Regions from separate parts of the Mus musculus genome. Here region 1 is linked to region 2. Evidence: chromatin contacts called from public HiCAR-type data. All regions are on one chromosome and are shown on one strand. Each heading gives the region's core, a stretch centred on a gene start, on an enhancer-like site or on the middle of the called end of the contact. The rest is flanking DNA. Distances are from core to core; before and after follow the strand shown.

What was found. HiCAR-type assays count read pairs that join an accessible place to other places.
Region 1: a contact with region 2 is called in a HiCAR-type map of fibro-adipogenic progenitors, with 8 times the contacts expected there. The contact joins two enhancer-like sites. A contact is called at or near these places in 2 of 484 Hi-C or Micro-C datasets (gonadal supporting cells and nephron progenitors) and 1 of 115 datasets of contacts at active chromatin or transcription factors (fibro-adipogenic progenitors).

The regions. Positions count from the first base shown.
Region 1 is chr19:43,152,554-43,159,511 of GRCm38.p6, reverse strand. The region is part of intron 3 of Hpse2 (heparanase 2); the gene reads left to right. Among named protein-coding and RNA genes, the nearest start is that of Hpse2, 230 kb to the left of the region's middle. Within about 2 kb of position 3,696, at least 11 of the 459 cell types and tissues checked have an H3K27ac peak or open chromatin away from gene starts, as enhancers often do. A contact at or near this core is called in fibro-adipogenic progenitors, where this site is marked.
Region 2 is chr19:42,805,798-42,812,683 of GRCm38.p6, reverse strand. It overlaps Hpse2 (heparanase 2), which reads left to right. Exons shown (of 12, transcript NM_001081257.2): 11 at 6,248-6,394. Among named protein-coding and RNA genes, the nearest start is that of Hps1, 29 kb to the right of the region's middle. Within about 2 kb of position 3,068, at least 14 of the 459 cell types and tissues checked have an H3K27ac peak or open chromatin away from gene starts, as enhancers often do. A contact at or near this core is called in fibro-adipogenic progenitors, where this site is marked.

The DNA.
Region 1 (6,958 bases), core at 2,447-4,946, 350 kb before region 2:
ACTATGGCCATCAAGTATGTGATGCTAAGAGATGTGAACTTACAGACTGAAGAAGCTGAGTGAACTTCAAACACAACTAGTGTAAATTAATCCATACCAAGAATAACATAATTAAACTTCTGAAAAGTAAAAAAATAAAATAAAAAAGCAACTAACAAAAATAATCCTTTACTGACAAAGAAAGACAGCTCAAGACCCAGCAGATTTCTCATTAGAAACCCTGAAGGCCAGAAGGAGAGGCACACTGTTTTTCAAGGACTGAATGACCAGAACTGTCATCCCAGAGTCCTATTCTCCATGAGCATATAGTCTGGGGATAAAGGAGTAGTCATGACATTCTCAACCAAGGAAAATGAAGACAGTGTATTGCTAGTACAGCTATGTTAGAACAATGGCTAAGGAAATTCTCTAAATAGAACAAAATGCTAAAAAGTGGAACTTGAAACATTAAGAGTGGAGAATGTAAACAAAAAATGTAGGTAAATACAATAGTCATTTCTTCTCTGAAGTCTTAAAACTATTTTGACAGTTAAAACAAATGTATAATAAGTCTGATGTGGTTCTAAATGAAGTTAAAGTACTTAAAACAATTACAATAGATGATGGTAAAGGCTTGTGAAGAGAGAACTATTTCTATCTTTGATTGGATGGTATGATGATAACATCAGCAAACTGTCATAAATTGCATATGCATGATATAATACCTAGATAAACCACTAAAAAGAAGTGTGGAGAGATAACATATCTATGCTTTAAAATACCACAATAGGGAGGTCTGGTGCGGGGTTGGGGGCATCCTCTTGAAGAAGGGCTAGGAGGAATGGGATGAGGAACTGTGTGAGGGCAGGCCTGCAGGGGGAGCAACAACTAGACTGTAAAAAAATGAAAGTAATAAAAAATAAAAAAATTGTTTAACACAAAAGATTAAAAGTAAAACAGAAGAATAAAAATGGAAAAAACTAGTGAAAGATGGAAGATTTAAGTCATAAGATATATTGATAAATATAATAATTAAAAGATAGAAAATGGGCAAGTGGCCTGAAATATGACCCAAAAATATATTGTCTTTAGAAACGCAAACTTGACAAATACAAGTCAAAAGTACAAAAGTTAAGTCAAAACTACAAGAACAGCAAAAATATACCATGAAATAATTGTTCAGAGAAACTTGGGTGAATCTATAATAGTAAAAAAGAAAATTTTAATGCAGAGATTTGCCAGAAACAGAAGTCAGAGTGATAAGACAACCAGGGATAGTACAACACCATTGCTATTCTATGCAGAGGGCTCAATTCAGCAAGAACCTACAGCCATCCTAAATATAGATGCGACAAATAATAAGGCTTTAGATACATGAAATAAAACCTGACAACTAAAATGTGAGATCTATTAGTTCACAATTGTAGTTGGGGAGATGAGCATCTGCCCTTCAGCAGTTGATAAAAGCCAAGATAGAATCACCAGGTCATAGAATTCAATAACATTGCAGCCAAAGCTTCCTATTAACAATTACAGGCTCCTCCACCTTACGACAGAGAGCATTCTGGCTTATGAGGCTCAAAGACAAGCTACTAAAATAAACAAATTCCTTGGCCATGAAACAAAATTTGCAAATCTAAAAAATTGAAATCACACAGAATGGTTATTTAATTACAATAGAAATAAAGTCATCAATAGCAAAAAGATAGGCAAATATTAAAAGCCTGGAAACCAATAAAAATATTTTAACAATTCATGAGATAAAGAGGACATTTAAGGGAAATAATAAATTATTCAAAATGAAGTAATAAAATAATAGTAATAAAACAAATAATAAAAGTAAGAACAGAAATCAATGAAATCTAAAACAAAACAACAGATAAAAATCGGTGAAAGCAAAATTGATTCTTTGAAAAAGTCAATTAAATTGATAAATCAGCAAGACAGAAAAAGAAAATTTTACGTATATAAGTTATACATCAGGATGATTAGAGTGCCTTTAGCCCTCCACACCCCAGCCGTCACACTCCAGGCTCACAGACATCAAAACTTTAATAAGGGAATGCTTGTTATTGAGTGTGTGTGTGTGTGTGTGTGTGTGTGCACGCACGCTTGCATGGGCCATGTCACAGTGTGTCTGTCTATCTGTGGAGGTCAGAGAGCAGGTTCTAGAGTCTGTTCTCTCATTCTACAAGTTCCAGGGCTTGAACTTAGATGGTTAGGCTGAGCAGCAAGAACCTTTACCTCACTGAACTATCTTGCTGGACCTTACATGACATCCTTTAAAAACGATTACATTTTTACGAACTCCTCATCATTTCATATATGTATCCGGTGTATTTCAATCATATTTACCCCACTCTTCCCCTGAGTCCCTTCAGATTGACTCCACCCACACCCAACTTCATGACGCATTTTCCCCCTTATTTTTTTAAGGTTGTCTCAGGTTCTGTTACTGTAGTCACCTTCATTACCTTCTCTGTTCCCCACACCTGAGATGCCATCCTTGGGGATCATTAAAAGGCAATAGTTATCTGAGCCAACTTTTTTCCTGTGATAAAACACCTGAGATAAGCAGCTTCTATGGAAAAGGGCTCTCTCTTCAGTCCAGTGTCCTCAGCGTCGAACCTCGAAGCCACTAATAGAGGTATACATGCATTAAACACTTTGTCATAGGGTCTAAACGGAGGTGTTCTGCACGTCCTTCAGATAGACATGGGATTTTGATACAGTATCAAACATTTAAACATTTTTAAATTTCACCAAGAATTTTATAGTGATTACTTATTGAAATGTTTTAAATACATATCCTATATTTAGCTCTTACAGCTGATCAGCACACCAGTCTTCCCCATGAACTGTCACCTACTAATTTGTAATCACTAACATTTGCCTTAAAAGAAGAACAGGGCAAGAGTTGACAGAACAATGTGGAAGATACTTGCTTAGAAAGATTTCATCACAAGGCACTGGCTTCAACTCCTGGGGAAGAGACTTTGAAAAGAGAGTCTGTGCTGATAAGTGACGTCACGATTGGGCAAAGAAGTGTGTGCTAATGAACCATGCAAAGCTCCAGTCACTAAACTTGGGGTTTACAGATGCGTTTTTATGGATCCTTATTTACCATGAACATTTAGATGGTAATTGGAGCACAAATCGTCTGTTAAAATAGTTACTCCAGCTCTCCCCTGACCGCCGTAATCGTGTGGTAATCCCCCCTCTGGCCTTTTCCAGCTGTCTGTCCCTTATTCAGAGAGAGGCCAGCTTTCCCTCTGCTGCTGTGAGTGAAGGCTGAGCCTTAATGTGTGGCCACTTACATAGCTTCTCAGCTTTCTCGTCAGAAAAGAAGCCAGAGCATTTTATATGACCACTGGCTTCTCCAAGTGTGGAGTAGTAACTCTGTCCACTCTCCGAGCAGATGCTCCCACTAACAATGATGACACGAGTAAATAATCCCAGTTCCAGAGTCCTTACTGCATGCCAGGATCTGTGCTGAGTGTATAACCAACCTTAGTCCCTTTAACCCTTTCAACAAGCACAAAACAGATTCCAATTTACAGCTAAGGGGGCTGAGATTAAGAAGGAGGAAAAAAAAATACCCCTGGTCACTCACGGCGAACCCTAATGGAGCCTGGTTTAGAAGGACGCATGTAGGAGCGCAGAGCTTACATGCTGAGCTGCTGTGCCAGATCACCTCCCTTGACCAGAATTCCTATGTGTTGACTGTCAGAAAATGTCATCCAAATATTCTACTGGCAGCTGGATGAAGCTGTGAGCAGCAGGAAAGGCAAATTCTCTTGAGAGGGAGATGACCGCTGTACTCAAGAGGAGTCTATGCTGTCTGCCTGAATTGCTTGTGCCTCTGGGGCTCAAAGAGGAGACTGTGATTATTTAAGTTGAGAATTCATTCTGTTCAAAATAAAATTCTTATGGATAGAGTTTTCACTATTTTTAGTTCAATTCAGTTTTTATGGGAAGTTTAATCTAATTTAATTCAATTATATGAAATGTTAGTAAAAGATGTTCTGGAAGTTAGAATGGAACATATGACCCAAGGGAGGTGGGTAAGTTAGGAATAAAGTGTCTGACTGTGCGGGCTGTTAAACACTAGGCAGTATTGTGTAAGCGCAGAAAAATCCTCAGGGTCAGCTAGATTCGTGCCTCCAGAGGTAGCTGAGGTGAGACTCTCTGAAGGAGGATTTGCCTTCCCCTGTGATTATTATTCTTAATTAACTTGTTTAAACCACTGTATCAGCTTAGGACTTTTGAGTAGCAGAGACTAGACGGGGATTAAGTTCTATCTTGAGAAATATCTGTGCAGAGTAAAGGGGAGGAAAGCACAGTGGGCAGCAAGAGTCTCCAGCTGGAGATGTAGACACTTGAGAAAGGAATAGCAGATGGGAAGAGGGTTTGGCAGAAGAGCCTTGGGCTGCATCACAACTCTGAGGAAGTCTTGTCCAGGGAAGTCATTAAGCAGACGTTCCCTAGTAGAGAAATCATGCATATGGGATGGTGAGCTGGGCTACCTCTACTGCCCCTATAGTGCTCTGCCATCCAGTGTTTAGTGGGAGAGGTTCCGGTAGTGAACTGCAGAGCAACTGGAGGTGTAACAGCAGATGGCACACCCATCTGAGAGCTATGTTTTAGCAGCAGGTTCTCTTCAAGGGACCTCCAAGCAGGGTATGTCCCGCATCTGCTGTATTTATGGTCTTGCCAAACTAGAGTACTTTCTTAAAATTTACTGCAGTATCAATTGAACCAAAAAGCAAACTTTGCTTTCCCATAGTGTTTTCTTTTAAAACTAACTGCCCACTTTCAAAGAACATTTTCTATAAAAATCCCTCATTTTTCCCTCCTAGACATCATATTCAACTGTGGACTCTTTTCCTTTGGAATACAGGCAAATTGCCATTTGTATTTCTAATTTTTTTCACATGTGTGTGTGTGCAGTTCTGTGCTTGTGTGTTAAAAGCCTGAGCTTGCCATCAGGTCCTCCTTGATATTTTTCTACCTTGTATTTTGAAACAGGATCTCTCCCAGGACCCAGAGCTCATCAGTTCAACTTCTTTGGCTAGCCACCTTGTCGGGAGGTGTCATCTTCACCTCCAAAAGTAATGCTGCTGTTACAGCAGGCTATCAGCCACATGCATCTGGCTCTGTGTTGTTTGTTGATTCCGAAGCAAGTCATTGCTCATCTTAATGCTTCCCTATTTTGTTGGCTTCAAATCTTTATGTAGATAAAAGCTGAAAGAGCTCACATACTGTCCCCCCATCCCTTTCCTTTAAACATTGATAATCTAATATTACTGCTAATTTCGTTTCTTGCTAATACATTTAAAATGTAATACATTATATTGTTCTTCACTCTATTGTATTGACTCAGCCCCCTCATATTTACATTCTTTAATTGTATCAGTGACTGTCTGTTCTCTCTGCCTCTAGACTTGTCACTAGTTCACTTTCTGTGAGTTACCAACCATAGACTCACTACAGAGACCACCAGTGACTTACTGGCAGAAACTGCATTAAAAAGTACCAAATCGATTTAATAAAGTGGAAGTTGTAGGCTCCCTAACAAGTCATGACTTCACTAGACTGGGGTTTGTGGCTATATTTTGTGGAGCCCAGACCCATCTGACACATCTACAAGATAACTAATCTGAGGTTCATCTGAGGTTCAGGGATCATTGTGAAGAACAAGGCAGAAAGACTGTGAGAGTCAGAGGATCGGGGAGTTTTCTGTGAGATTGGGTCTCCTAAGTCTTACCAATGCGGATGCCTAAACATGACCTGAGCAAGGATATCACCAATAGCCATGGGTAGGCAGAAACTCACCAGGCTTCAACCTAGAAAAACAAAAACAAAAACAAAAACAAAAAAAACAAAAACCCCACAGGCAAGTAAGGAATTCTGAGAATGGGAGAAATAGTCTTCCCCAGGGAAGGGCATAGCAACTGCTTACCCAGTCAGTAACAAATAGACTTGAAAAAATACATACAAGTAACATTATATATATTGAGCTTGCTGTACTTACTTTTTTTTTAGGAAAAATATATACATATATTCTCTCTCTCCCTCTCTCTCTCTCTCTCTCACACACACACACACACACCCACAGACACACATATAAAACAATAATTAAAGAAAAAGAGAGCAAAAGGTGGTACATGAAAGAGTTTGTTGGGAGGAAAGGGGAAAATGTTCTTTTAACCTCAATATATATATATATTTTAATCACCAAATATCTCAGAAAAGGTAAAAACTGAAGCATTTATAATCTTACTTTTATCCATCTTGCTAACTTTATCTCCTCTATTCCATGTCTTTCCCTCCTTGCCTTCTGTTCTAGTGCTCTGGAACTAACTGCAGTTCTGTCCACTGGCTGTCTGCGAACATTTCACTCGCAGAATAGATTCCTTCTTTATTTGCCGCAGACCCTCTGGGCCCCTTTGTCTACATGGAATGGGTCTCTAGTCACAGGTGGGCAAAGCATTGGATGGAATGACAGACAAATCACACAGGAGAGGTTGTGTAGAATCTGAAGGTAATTTGTCAAATCGAGCATCAAACTTTTTATACAGAAGAAAATAAGGAAGTTGGGTGACACACCAGCAAGGTACAAAGAGATTACTGGATTCTTACACAAAACAGAGGAATACAAACACAGGTCTAACAGGAACCACCTGGGATAGAATTCATTGTTAACAACTGGGATCAAAAAGAGCTCCACCTAAGATTCACTTAATCTTAGAAGCCAGGGTCCAGGGCTTCGTGCCCTTGCCATAGTTCCTATTTTAGTCTATTGTATAGTCCACCTTTCCCTTAGGCCATTGTAAATACATGTGTATGGGTGTAACTCAGCTATCTATAGTTTTAAGTATCTATTCTGGTTCCTCTTTAGGTCTCAGACTTCCTTCTTCCTAGAAGATGGTAAATTCCTGTGTAGGGCAGTGACTTAGCTTTTATTCAAAGTGATAGT
Region 2 (6,886 bases), core at 1,819-4,318:
ATTTACTCAGGAAGGGTTCAGACAATGCTTTTTGTTCAGTCTCTTCCTCAAACAACAGATGTTTATTGGGCACTTTGGCTGTGCCAGTTGATGTGATGCCCACAAAAATTGTGTGTGTGTAAACCTGAGCCAAGACAAGAGGCTGAGTGTGACGCTCTGACCCACCACAGAGCCTAAGAAAATAAGTATCTATGGCACAAGAGCACGGGGTCCAGACTGGTTGGTGTCCCACCTAGGTCTCTGGAAAAGAGTGCCCAAGGGGAAGCACGCTAGCTTCAGGGACAGTTCCCATATTTCAGAAACCTCAGCCATGTTAAGTGTTAGAAGGCTGTAAAATGTAGACTTCCTTTGGAGGCAAAGAGGTTCTGGAAGCATCGGAACCCAGCGTGGTACTGAGAGCGTACCCTCCTTTTGGCCTGAAGTACTGGGCATCAACACAGTTCTCTTTAAAACAGGTAAGTCAATTACTAGTGAAGTTTGGCAGGTTTTCTTTTTAAGTTTAAAACATACAGGCCATAGGGGAAATTTTTAAAACTGAATCTAAAACAAAAACCAACTGGCCATCTCTGTCTTACATCACTTCCTGTTTAAGGCAGAGGCGATTACCCTAGGAAGAATTCTTTCTCTTACTACAGAGAAAACCTGGGGGCAGGACTGCCTCCTGGCTCCTGTCAGACCTCCATCCAGGGCCTATCTGGGCTGATCAAGGGGAGGGAAGCACAAAGAGCTGCTGTGGTCGGATTACACCATATGTTCCTTCTCCAGCCTTGATGAGACAGAGGCCAAGCCTGTTCATTCCTCATGATAAGATGCTTTCAAAGCCTCACTGTAAGCAGAGGTGGGCGCCAGGGGCTGTTGTCTTCCCTGTAGATACAAGTGCCTATTGTAGAGGAGGGAACGCTGTCCTGGGGACAGGCCAGAAGCTTTCAACATCCCATTTGCTCAGCAGGAAGCTCTGTCCCTTACCTGACAGTGACTGACTGCTTTATGGCCTTGCCTGGAATTATCTGATCATCACACAAGGCAACATTGTATTCCTTGTCTGTGGCAGGCCCTGAGGCAGCCACCCAAAAGGTGGACCCCAGCCTCAAGAGAAAAAATTACTCCTGGCACCTTCTGTCCCTATTGGAAAATGCACCAGTCTGCGGCCTTTGTAATAGTAGTCTGCGTCCAGGAATAGGCCAGCAATACATATAAGTGCTGAGAAGGATTTGTGTGTCCTCACTGAGGGCTCCCATGGAGGCCCTTCCCAGGGCTCACACTAGTGCTCATGGACATTTCATGAGAAGGTCTCACTTACATCCTGATGGTACCTTGAACCTGGGGCCAGTGGTCCTGTGTATGTTCTTTGTGTCTGATACAGTGGCAGGCATGAGAAAGGTCTTGTAAGTACATGAAACACGGTGCTCCTCACTGAGCTGTAGTTACAGAGCTTGCCGATCATGTCAGCTAGAGGGGGGAGTGTAATAAAATGGTATAGAATTCTACCGCTCACTATCATGAGACCTCCAACAACCTCTCCCTGCCCCAACTATGCCCCCACTTCTATGGAAGCCAATCAGAGAACCTCTTGAAAGGAGTTCCACCAAGCTCCTATCAAAATAAACTCTCCCTCTCATTAAAGGAAAGAAGACTACAATAATGATAAGGACCAAGTTAAAGGTCTTTTTCATTCCTTCAAATATGTAAGGAATGGATACTTTTGCAAGGTCTCCTCCTTGCAAAAAGTATCAGGTGCCCAGATAACTAGGCACAACGGTAGGAGAGACACCTGCTCCTAGAAGCCATGTATCTCTCTTGTCTCACAGCCTCACCAGTTAGGAGCAGCACTATTGGCTGATGCACTTAAATTTCTTTGTAGGCAAAGAAGACAAAACTACAGAATCATCTCATAACAGATATATTGGCTACATACCAATCAACCTTGGCGAACAGTCTGAAATAAATATCCTATATTAAAACAGGAGGCTTGGGCTGCTTGTACTTCCATAACCTTCTGAGGTTCTGGGGAGTCTGTAACATCCCCTGTGTGTAAGAAGTTTTGCACAGTGTGTATCCCCTGTATGTCAATGGCAGCCTTCTTGTTGCAGAGTTTTTCATCTGAAGAAGGTTCTTAGAGATCAATCAGCCTTGTGCCCCACAGAGCATAGACATCCCTTTTATATCTCCCTGGTAGTCATTTGTCACCCACTAGGACACCTTCATGTCTCTCATGCATTATGGATCCTTTCCGACCTCGCAGAGCCTGATCCCCTAAAACTGATTTAGGAGAAGTCAGGTTCTCACACCAACACCAGCAAATGCCTCTGTCCTCGCCTGAAGTTAACCAGTTATACAGCGCTGGCAGGCCTTCCACTCCATGCAATCAAGTGTTGACAGAGAAACTGTTTTATGGCCATTCTGCTGAAACTATGTATGTTTCTGGGGTGGAGCTGAGGTCCTCAGCCACACTCAGAACCAACTGAAACCTGGTAGATGTTGAAGCAAAATTGAGCCTTTTGGGGTTCAAATTCGTTTATTATTGGCAAAACATGACTTCCTGTTTTTCAGAAGAAGTTTTTTTTAAGCTCATAAAAAAGGTTCCTGAGGGTTCTTGGACATCAAATGACTCTTACAAAACAATATTTTGATGAGTTAAGTGTAAATGAATCAGAAACATGTGGATTAAATTTCCCTTAAAATACACAGGGGCTTTGAAATTAAGGGGAAAAATGTTTGGCAAAACAGGGCCTGAGTTTTACCAAACCGAAAACCTTTGAATTAGATTTGGAGACAGTGGAGCAGCTCCATTCTCGAGCACATTAACTTTCACTGGGAATGATCAATGACCGACGCGCATCAGCCCCCTTCCTTTTCCCAGACTCCCTGCTTCACTGGAGATGTTTCTAGAACACGACTGTTTTCTGTCTGGAACTCAAGACACACCTCCCATCTGACATCTCCCACCTCCTGTATCCAGGATCTTCCCATTCCAGCATCCCTCCTCTGACTCACTTCCTCCTCCTCCCATGGCAACAAAGAGAAGATGTCAGGCAGGAGAAGAGCAGCCAGAAAAGATGAACTCCAGATACATGGGCTGGCTGCTGGTGAGAACGTCTCACCACAAGTGAGACTCGGGGCGGGGCAGACATTCTACCGAAGGAGCCTCTCTCCAGAAAGGGGCATTTTCTGGGATAACCAACGGCCACCAGGACTTGACATCAGGCATTAAAAATGGCAAGCTGACCAGGCCTCCAGACACCATTTTTAACAGAGTACATACTCCTCTGGGATTGGTTACTTGCGGACAGAGACTATCCATTCTTCAATGTATTCTCAACACAGTGCTCTAGGTTTGTGTGGGAACCCCTTCCCAAGAATGTGTCTTTGTAGCCGAAAGTCCTCTGCTTCATGCCTTTGCCCATCAACCAAGTAGAGCAGTGTATGGTCAGAGCAGTCTTCATTACCAGTTCCTACCTACGAGGTCCCTGAGTTCTTTGAGAACCTGTTCAATTAGTTCCCTGGGCTATGCTGGTTTGTCTGTCCCAAGAGAACTATGTACATGGAAATCAAACCATTGCCAAGCAGCTTGGAAAAACAGTGTTCCCTACAGCAATGCTGTGTTTCAGGTCTCCCTCCAAACCACCAGTTCCTCCCATCCCACCCTTCTTCCTAGTCTCTAAGGGCACATTCTGCCCCAGCTTGCCAAGGAGAAACTCATAAATGCAAGCACGTGCTGTTCTCCTCCTCCACGGCTGGCCTTTAAAACGATTGTTTAATAGTTGCTTGCAAAAGGGTTTCCTGTGGTCTGGCTAAACTGATACCCACCCATGCCTATTTTGCTCACACTCTGAAGCCCACAGTACCTATAGCTAATGATGTCTTCATCTGTCTTGTCCATAGCTCAGCTAAGCTGAGATCCCACCTATAGAAATGAGCTGATACTCTTCTTCAGAGACAGTCACTGCCAACACAAGTCTCCAGCATCCTTCAGAACTCAAGCCTGCTCAAATCAGTTGGCATTCTCTTCTGAATCATTTGACTGCAAAAGCTAATTTACATGCTGCAGGGGATTAGAATGGAGTTCAGGAAGGACTGCATAGGGGAGCCATTTAATGTTTTATCAGAACACAAATGCAGACCTCCAAGAAGCCTGAACACAACAGTGTACCTTCTTACAGATGTGACTGGAAAATGTCTGATACATAGCCAGGAGGATATTCTGGGAGTCCTTCTCATAACCTCAGTGTTTTTGGTTTAAGATTGTAGTTCCCAAACCCAACTCATCAGCCAAATATCTTGGCAAGATCTTAATACATATTCCCAGGCCTCAAACCCAAATGAAGAGAGCCTGTACTTTAAAACTTGTATGTTACCCTACCAGTCTGCCCTTGGCTGTGTAACTTTCTCTCATGGCCTCTGTTAGAGCAAAGACCAGTGACCTAGGAATCCAGGGGTTCCATATCTGCAAGCAGCATTTTCCTCTGGGCAAAGTTGTCTTAGAGTTTCTCTGAACTCCTCTTTCGAAGGCTGGGCTGGGTCATTCTGTTTCCTCTCATTAACCCATCCAGATGGGGCCCCACGGGACCTCTTAGAAACAAGGTCTTTTTTCCTACAGAGAGGGAAATCGTTATAGCTTTGCTGATACACACTGCAAGGTTCTCCTTGCATGGGCCTATGTTCTCCCCTAGCTCAAACACCCTGCTCGCATCTAAAGAGATTCTAAAATGGCGACTGGGCAACTGAAAGAGCTGTGCGCCTCAGTATGAACAAGAATATAAAATGCAACATCATGATCCCATTTTCTTCTCTCAGGTTGGCAAAGATATTTTAAAAGATAAATACTCAGTGTTCCTAAGGGCATGAAGAAATGGGTACTCTTAAAACAGAGCTGGCAGAAGCAAATTTTTACAAACCATCTAAATAACATCAATATACTCAAAATGTGTGTATTTGTCAGAATAAGTGATATTGCTATGGGTTAAAAAAAAAAAAAGAGTTTCACCCAAGACCATTAAGATGCCTCAGTAAATAAAGGCATTGCCATCAATAGTTATCATCTGAATTTGAGCCCCAGGACCAAAACCAGTCTTTAAGAATGGCCAGACCTAGATGGCTTCCAGTAAGAAGATGTATTTCTTGTTCACACTCCTTTTCCACCGTGGCTCCCTGGGGCTCTGCTCCCCATATTCTTTTCAGCACCCAGGCCTTTGTGTCCAAGATCGTCAAGCTGGGAAGGGTGGCATGTGTCTGTAATCCTAGCACAGAGGAGACTGAGGCAGGTCGTTCATCATCCACTGACAGTCTGGGCTACATAGCAAGACAGTGTGTCTTCAGAAGTAAAAACCAAAGAACACGATGCCTCCATTCCTCCCCTAGCAGGGGCAGCAGGCATGCCATCAGATGGGCAGTTCCTCTGCATCTTCCCAGAGGTCTGAACATGTCCACTCACACCACACTAGGCAAAGCAGGCCATGTAAGAGCACACGGGTGTAAACTCTCTTCCTGTGAACACCAAAGGGATGTCGCAGGGAAGACTGGAGAGCTGATGTACAATCATATGATGGACACACGTGACCTTGACCCAGCAATTCCAGCATCACCACCAAATGTTACCACCAAAAATAAGCATGATGCACAAATGATTTATGTAAAATTAAGGCTTTTGTGGTGTAACTTATAATGGCAAAATATTGAAAGAACATGAATCCATAAAAGTGGTGGACTGGCTAAATAAACTATGTTACATTTCTATGATTGGAAATTCAGCATTCCTGAATAAGTGAGAGAAACTATGTATACATAGCTGAAAAGGTCTATGTAGATAGTTTGATCCTATAGTTAAAAAGCCATATTGATAATTCTCAGACTAAGATGTACAAATGCTGAATGTTGACCAAAATGTTGTACTATTTCAAGATTATATAACTATGGGAAATTTTCTTTTACTTCTTTGTTTCTTTATATTTTCCTGGTTTTTTTTTTCTTTTATGGCAGTCATTTTATTTATATACACACATATACACACACACACATATTCCCAACAAATTTAAACAAACATGGGGTAGAGTGGAAGGTGGGTACCTTCTCTTCAGGAAACTGCAATAACCAGGCATTCCCATGTTGAAGGTCTCTTAGGATGATTCATCAAATGAAGACACTTTTCTAGGGTGGTCCTGTTTTGTACAGCCTATAAGTTATTTAGGAGCATCTAACTGACCAATTTGTCTCATCTCCTCCCGCTCTTCTCTCTGTCTCTGGAACTCAGCCACAACTATGTCCGTGGCTCTATCACACTTTTCATCATCAACCTACATCGATCAAGAAAGAAAATCAAACTGGCTGGGACTCTGAGGGACAAGCTCGTGCACCAGTATCTGCTGCAGCCCTATGGGCAGGAAGGCCTAAAGTCCAAGTAAGTGCCAGGCTGGAATTGGCTTAGGACCCTGTGGGCAGGAGCTGAGTGAGGAGGAAGCAAGAGTGGCCCTTCCTACTGAAGGCAGCATGGTTGCTACTCATCACTGGGGCTTAAGGATGTTGACTGGGATAAACAGTCTAAAGGGGGGGCTCAGATCATTTTAGGGAAACCTCTGGGCAGGTCCCTGCCTATCCCCATGTTTACATCTATCTGCAAAGTCAAACAGTAGACAAAATACTTCCCAACCAAGGTACTGTTGGTATTTGCTCATGTCGGTTCTTCATTCTGCCATACTATCACATGACAGTATGCATGTCTCCCTTTCATCGTCATCTCCAAACCCTGAGGTGGAGAGAGAAGCCCTAAAGAAAGGCCCAAAGTCCAGAGATCAAGAGTCATTTTGGCCCTTAACTATATAACTTTGACACATCACTGCTGAATCTGTTTTATCTATCTGGACAAAAGGAGGGACATTGTATTCCAGGATCC